2 separate regions of the Mus musculus genome follow, and region 1 is linked to region 2. A link is a contact called in public targeted proximity ligation data. All regions are on one chromosome and are shown on one strand. The core of a region is the stretch at or near the end of the contact, and the rest is flanking DNA. Distances in the headings are between cores, read along the strand shown. Region 1 has its middle 21 kb from the start of Gm32294. Region 2 holds the start of 1700122C19Rik (RIKEN cDNA 1700122C19 gene).

Region 1 (3,232 bases), core at 467-2,966, 50 kb before region 2:
TGTATTTGTCTGGGAGTGGACTTCCTACCAAAACAGCCTATCACCAACGGTTCAATGCAGTGCCAACAAGAGGGGCCACCTGTTGTCTGTTAGGATGGATACTAAAGATACTAGCAAAAACATATAAAAAGCATTATTCTCACAAATTGTTATTTTGGAAAATATATCTATTTTATATTATATTATTATCTATTTTATTTATATCTGTGTTAACATGTAATAATCTTATTGTTACTATTTTAAAACACAGTACATAATACTTTTAAATGAAATGAATTATAATAAATATTTTTAAGTTCTAGATAATATTTTAAAAATAAAATACAGTTTCTGAGCCCACTCACTCCCCTGCCTCAGTCGTCACTACCAAAGATCCGGGTAGGATTTGGTAGCGCTAGAAAGTGTTTGTTTTATTTCAATTTCTTGGTATTACCACGATGGAGTTCTCAGACTGTACTTGGCTCAGACTATGCCGTCTCATGTAGCCCAAGCTGGCCTCAAACTCACTGTATAGCCAAGGATGATTTAAGCTCCTGATCTTCCTTCTGCCCCATCTGCTTGGATTACGGGCTACCATGGCCAGTTTACACGGTACTGGGAATCAAAATCCCAGCTTTGTGCATGCAATGAAAGTCCTTTACAAACCGAGTTTCCTCACCAGCCCTCAGAACTCACTTTGATAGGAGCTTTCTATTCCTGCAGTCCCTACCACATCCTGGATTATAAACGGAAAAGAGAAAGAGAAATGCATTGCTTTAGGGCCTGGGAGGGGGGAGTCCCACTGGTGTCTTATTTTCCCCTGGATACCACCTCTCAGAGCCAGTCGTTCAGCCTCACCAGAAATAAATGCTGTGAGTTTATCCCCCACAGTGTCAAGGTCTCCCCACCTGTCTTGAAGCCTCCATTCTGGCCAATACATTTACCTATGTTTAGAGTCCATGTTTCCTTTGATGAAGCTTTTCCCATTAGGGTCATTTATCAAAGGATTTATGACCCTCAAGGTAAAGTTCTCTGCAACAGGGCCTGAAGGATGATCCCCACACATTAAGAGCACTTCAGGTGCATTAATGTCCCCAGCCCCTGGATTTATTGCAACACAGTAAAGTCTCTCTTCAGAAAGCACACTCTTAGTCCCATTTATCCAGCAGCCGTTTCTAGAAAGAGATTAGGAGTCAAATGATTTGGGGGGGGCGGGCAGTCAAAGAATGCCATCTTTCTAATTAGTGTGTTAAACACAGGAACACCTAATACAAATATTTGGCTATGTGGTCAAGCAGTGACTCTCAGGTCACCAGCAGAACTTTACAGGGGACCCTGAGGGCCCTGCACAATCATCTTCTTGGTTATGACTTCTCAATTGCTCTTCATTGCCAGCACACTGCACTCGGACATAAAGAAAAATCTGCTGAACTAGGGCACTGCCCTGGCTAAAGTGTTTACTCTCTCCTTGAAATGAATAGTGGTCCTGGAAGCCTTTCTGTTTCGTTGGCGGGAGCAGCTTTGCATAAGGTTAGCCCTCCTAACATAGCCTAATGACTCACTGATTTAAAATGCATCCTGGGTAGGTGCCAGGCTTGTGTGGTCACCATGAGAGAGGAAGAAGGGGAAACCTATTTAAAAGTATCTTAGGATAGAAGGATGCCACACCCCCTACTTGGTTACAGTGTAGATTCTGCATATAGTTTTACTAAATGTAGCGGTGGAGAAGATGTTAGTCATGCTTTCTGCTCTGCTGGAGCCCTGGCTCACAAGTAAGACGCAGTGTTTCACTCCATGGGGCTCTGGTGTGCTGGGGTTGCTTCTGGGCGGAAATGAAAGGCAGTTGTGCAGTGATATGAGAAAAATCCTCGCGGCCTGGACTGGTCACAGAGGGCAGAAGCAGCAGAGATGGAAAATATAAATTCTAGGCTCAGTGCCAAGCCTAGTTAGTGGTGCACACCTGTAATTCCAGCGTTCAGGAGGTCAACCTGGGTGACAGAATGAGACCTTCTTTTAAAAAGTAAAACAAACAAACAAATGCTAATTGTTTAATTTAAAAAGCCTTATGAATAAGATTTGGGGGAAGTGCGTTTCACTTCCTATCACTCTTAAGTGGACTCGCACCTTTTCTGTAAGATTTTACTCAGGACTGTCTGTAAATGCTATATTAAGTAAACTCTGAAATGCCTCCGTTTTACAATGCTTTCTCTCATTATCACCCCACTAAACTGCTGTTCCACCTGCACAATAGCTGAATGAGAGGACTTTGTAAAACCTTCTAGAATAATCCTCAGACATCATAAGCTTCAATTCATCTTGGTATGCCCAGAGCCTAATCCCATGTATGGCCTATAGTACATATTCATTAAATTTATTTTTAATTTTATTTATCAGTGTGCCTCTGTGCATCTGTGTGTGTGTGTGTGTGTGTGTGTGTGTGTGTGTGTGTGTGTGTGTGTGTGTGTGTTCTGGCTTGCAGGTGCCATGGTGTTCATGCAGAAGTCAGAAGTCAGTTTAATTCCTCTACCACAGGATGTGGGATTTGAACTTGTGTCTTTAAGCTTGTACAGCATGCACTTTTACTCACTGAGCTATCTCAATGGCCCAGGTAATGAATGCATTCAATGATTTTTTTAAATGCATGGACAGAGAGAATAGACAATTATCAATTTAATATATGTTTTAAAGTATAGATCTTCCTTACAAGTATTGAGACGATTTTTACTGTCATTAATGGATACATTGGCCTAAATACGAGTAGGATCCCCCAAAGACTTTAAAAGTTTGATGGCCAGGTATCCTAGTTAGCTTTAACTGTCAACTTAATATAACCTAGCATCCCCTGAGAAGAAAGTCTCAACTGAAGGATTGCACAGAGCAGATTGGTCTGTTGAGTGAGGGGGTTGTCTTGATCGTCAGTTGATGCAGAAAGTCCCAGCCCACTGTAGGCAGTACCATTCCCTAGGTAGGTGGTCCTGGGCTGTATAAGGAAGCTGGCTGAGCCAATGCCTGAGCAGACCACCAAGCACCATTCTTACATGGTTTCTGATGTACCTACTTGGATGTGAGTTCTCAGATCATAGATTTTGCTGTGTGAAACAGTAAAACACTTCTTGTTCCTGCCCTGTCATCCTTCAGTAGTGGACTGTGACCTCAAACTAGAAGCCAAATTAACACTTTGCTACCCAAGTTGGTTTTGGTCAGAGTGTTTTATCACAGCAACACAAATGAAACAACAGAGCAATGTTACTGG
Region 2 (2,995 bases), core at 392-2,891:
CTGGTTTTTCTATTGAAAATACAAAATGAGCCTCAAAAAGAATTTAGAAAAGCTAAGGTGTAGGTGCTATTAAAGTTTTGGATTCTTCCCCCACACACGCACACACTTCCCCCCCCCACACACACACACCCCATGTTCCTAAATGATTCAAAAGTTCAACTTCCTCTCAATTCTGCGGCCCTCCATTCTCCACCCCCACCTTCTGCCCCCAACACCTGCTAGCTGGGTCACTCTCTTGAACCATATTCTTCACTTCAGCTGCCCTCAGTAGATTAACTTTCTAAACTGGAAAGCAATACTCCACCCCGCTAAGCAGAGGCAGTTTCACTAAGACAGATGGAAACAGAAATGGGACCACATTCACTTGGTTATTTGCATAGGGCCAGCCACTGCAAGCTGGAGCCTCAGGACTCAGCCAATGCCTTCTTAGAACTCCTGAAAAGCCACCCCTCCTCTTGTGCTCAGGTCTCATTTGGTGACCCTTTATCCCTTAAGGACTACATCTAAATGATGGGGGCAGGGAGGGAGGTGTCGAAGTACAGCCGAGAGTCATGCTGCCTTGGTTCAACTCTTCATGCTGCCCCTTCAGCTCTGGAGACTTGAATAAATCACTTCATTAAACCTCTGTGCCCTCAACTACAAAGCACTGACAGAGCAGTGACAGAGTGCACTGGATCGAATTGTGCCTGTGGCACCGATAGAGAGTGTACCATGCGCCCGAGCTGTTGTTAGCATTAGTGACTCTGCCATTCCTTCCGAAGGCCTCTCAGAACTCATAAGTTTCTCAAACTTAGATTTTTGTTTCAAATGAAAAAATACTTAATCTGTGGGTGTAATGGCATATGTTTTTAGTTCCAATACTCAGAAGTTTGAGTCATGAGCATAACTTGAGCCTGGGAGTTCAAGGCTACCCTAGGCAGAACAGTAAGACCCCAGATAAGAAATAAAGCATTCATGTTCTTTTGAAATGATTAGAAAAATTTTGTCTGGACTTCATTCAAGGTGTCACAGATGACATCAGGGAAAAAGAACTCTGAATTGATTGTTAAGCTATCCTTGAATGGTTGCTCAGAGCTGCATTCCGTGCATAGAATAAGAAAGAGGAGAAGGAAGAGAAAAAAGAGAAGCTAAGGATGGGACAGTGCAAACGAAAGATCTTACTGCAGAAGGTCAGATGGCAGAGCCATCCATGAGGAAGAGCCCCTGAAGGCGGTCAGAGTTCAGTCATCTTAAATGACACCATGGACAAAGCTGGAGAGAAAGCCACGCTTGAGATTCATAATTGTACATCTAGAAAACGGTTCTCAACTAGAGACTTTGTTCCCAGGGAATGTGTTACAGCGTGCAAAGATCTTTATCATGCTTGGAGGCGTGGAAAGGGAGCTTCTGGTATCACTAGGCAGAGACTCAACACCTTACCTGCACAGGACAGCCCCCTACAACAGAGCTGTCCAGTCCCAGATCTCACCGGGGTGGGAAGTCCCAAAATGGTGACTGTCCGCTGAAGGGCTTTTCAGTGTTTTTACATACTCTGTCCCTTACAATAACTAGTGTTCTCAGACTCCATTCACCTTGGCAATTCCTCTTCCTGCCATCGCCTTCAGGGCTCCTGCTCACTCGCCTAATGTCCTCATGTTTCTCAAAGGGGGGGAAGGAAGCAACCACCAAAGCTGGTCGTTGTGTGACGTCACAATAAAAATCCCAGAAGCCTCCTCATCAATGCCGCTTTAGATAAGTCAACACTTTCCACTCAAATGGGCAACCATCCGGGAAGATTCAATGAAAAGAGTTTCAGCAGCACCCCCCCCCCCAATACACACACGCACACGCGCACGCGCGCACACAGCAGCGGCAGCAACACTAAAACAACAACAAGATGTAGTTTATCAAGATATTAATCAGAAAGGGTTTTCTTGGCTCTTAGTGAGAGTAGCTCGCCAATCAAACAGCAGAGGACAGTGACTGCTGCCTGTTGACCCTGCTAACTCAGTACTATGCTGTGGTAAACTGATAAATTTGTTTAAAAGAGAGTATGCCTCCTTTTACTATATGACTCTCTTGGATGTCTTTTTCTAAGGGGAGGAGCCCAGCTTCCAAGAATCTTGAGTTCAAGCAAGGGAGGAACTGAATCTTCCATGTGAGCCCCGTATAGCCCCAGACGCGGGCCCTTGGGACGTAAAGCATATCCCTTCTTAGAAGCTGCCTCTCTGCTCACGTCAGATAGGAGAGGAAATGGAAAGGTCTTTCCATGAAGCCAAGAGCACAGGGGTGTGGGAGGGGAGTAGGCTGGTAGGAGTACTGGCATGTTTCTCCAAATACAGCCCCTCTCAGAACTACTTGACTTTGGTAGCTAATGCAGGGCTGAGATGACTCGAGCAAGCACCAATGACATTCCAGAAAATCAACCACCAAAATCAGGAGTTTCAGAAAAGCGATAGCTCGGCGGCATCTTTAAGAGTCATTGATGTGTAGCAAGGCTGAAAGGGGTGGATTAAGAACAGAACATACGCTGGGCAGAGTGGTGCAGGCCTTTAATCCCTGCAAGCAGACCTTTGCGTGTTTCAGGCCAGTCTGGTCCACATAATGAGTTCCAGGCCCCACCTCTTGGGCTCTGGTCCCCTTGTACTAAGTCAATGGAAAAATATCTAAGATTGGTGGGCATAAATTTTTACTTCAACTTTGAAATGTTGATATTAGCCAGGTGAGGTAGTAGTATACGCCTTTAATTTCCACACTCAGAGGCAAAGGCAGTCAGATCTCTGAGTTCAAGGCCAGCCTGGTCTACAGAACAAGTTCCAGGACAGCCATAACTGCACTTGTCTAAAAATAAAATAAAATAAAATAAAATAAAATAAAATAAAATAAAATAAAATAAAATGATAAAAAGGTTTATTTTACCTAGAGAAACCCTGTCTCAGAAAAAAAATAAAATAAAATGATGATATTGTGGTGGCTCACACCTGTAATTCCAGATTAAAAGCAGGAAAATCAAGAA

The links.
Region 1: a contact with region 2 is called in a targeted proximity ligation map of pancreatic cancer cells. A contact is called at or near these places in 9 of 39 promoter capture datasets (the 3T3-L1 cell line, 3T3-L1-derived adipocytes, cranial neural crest and 6 more), 15 of 484 Hi-C or Micro-C datasets (the AML12 cell line, LSK cells, bone marrow-derived macrophages and 6 more), 8 of 130 datasets of targeted methods (the 230-238 cell line, bone marrow-derived macrophages, embryonic fibroblasts and 3 more) and 2 of 9 other capture datasets (adipose tissue and liver).

What each region holds. Positions count from the first base shown.
Region 1 is chr19:37,513,480-37,516,711 of GRCm38.p6, reverse strand. No RefSeq gene overlaps it. Among named protein-coding and RNA genes, the nearest start is that of Gm32294, 21 kb to the right of the region's middle.
Region 2 is chr19:37,463,900-37,466,894 of GRCm38.p6, reverse strand. 1700122C19Rik (RIKEN cDNA 1700122C19 gene) reads right to left here and starts at 1,641. Exons shown (of 2, transcript NR_131009.1): 1 at 1,572-1,641.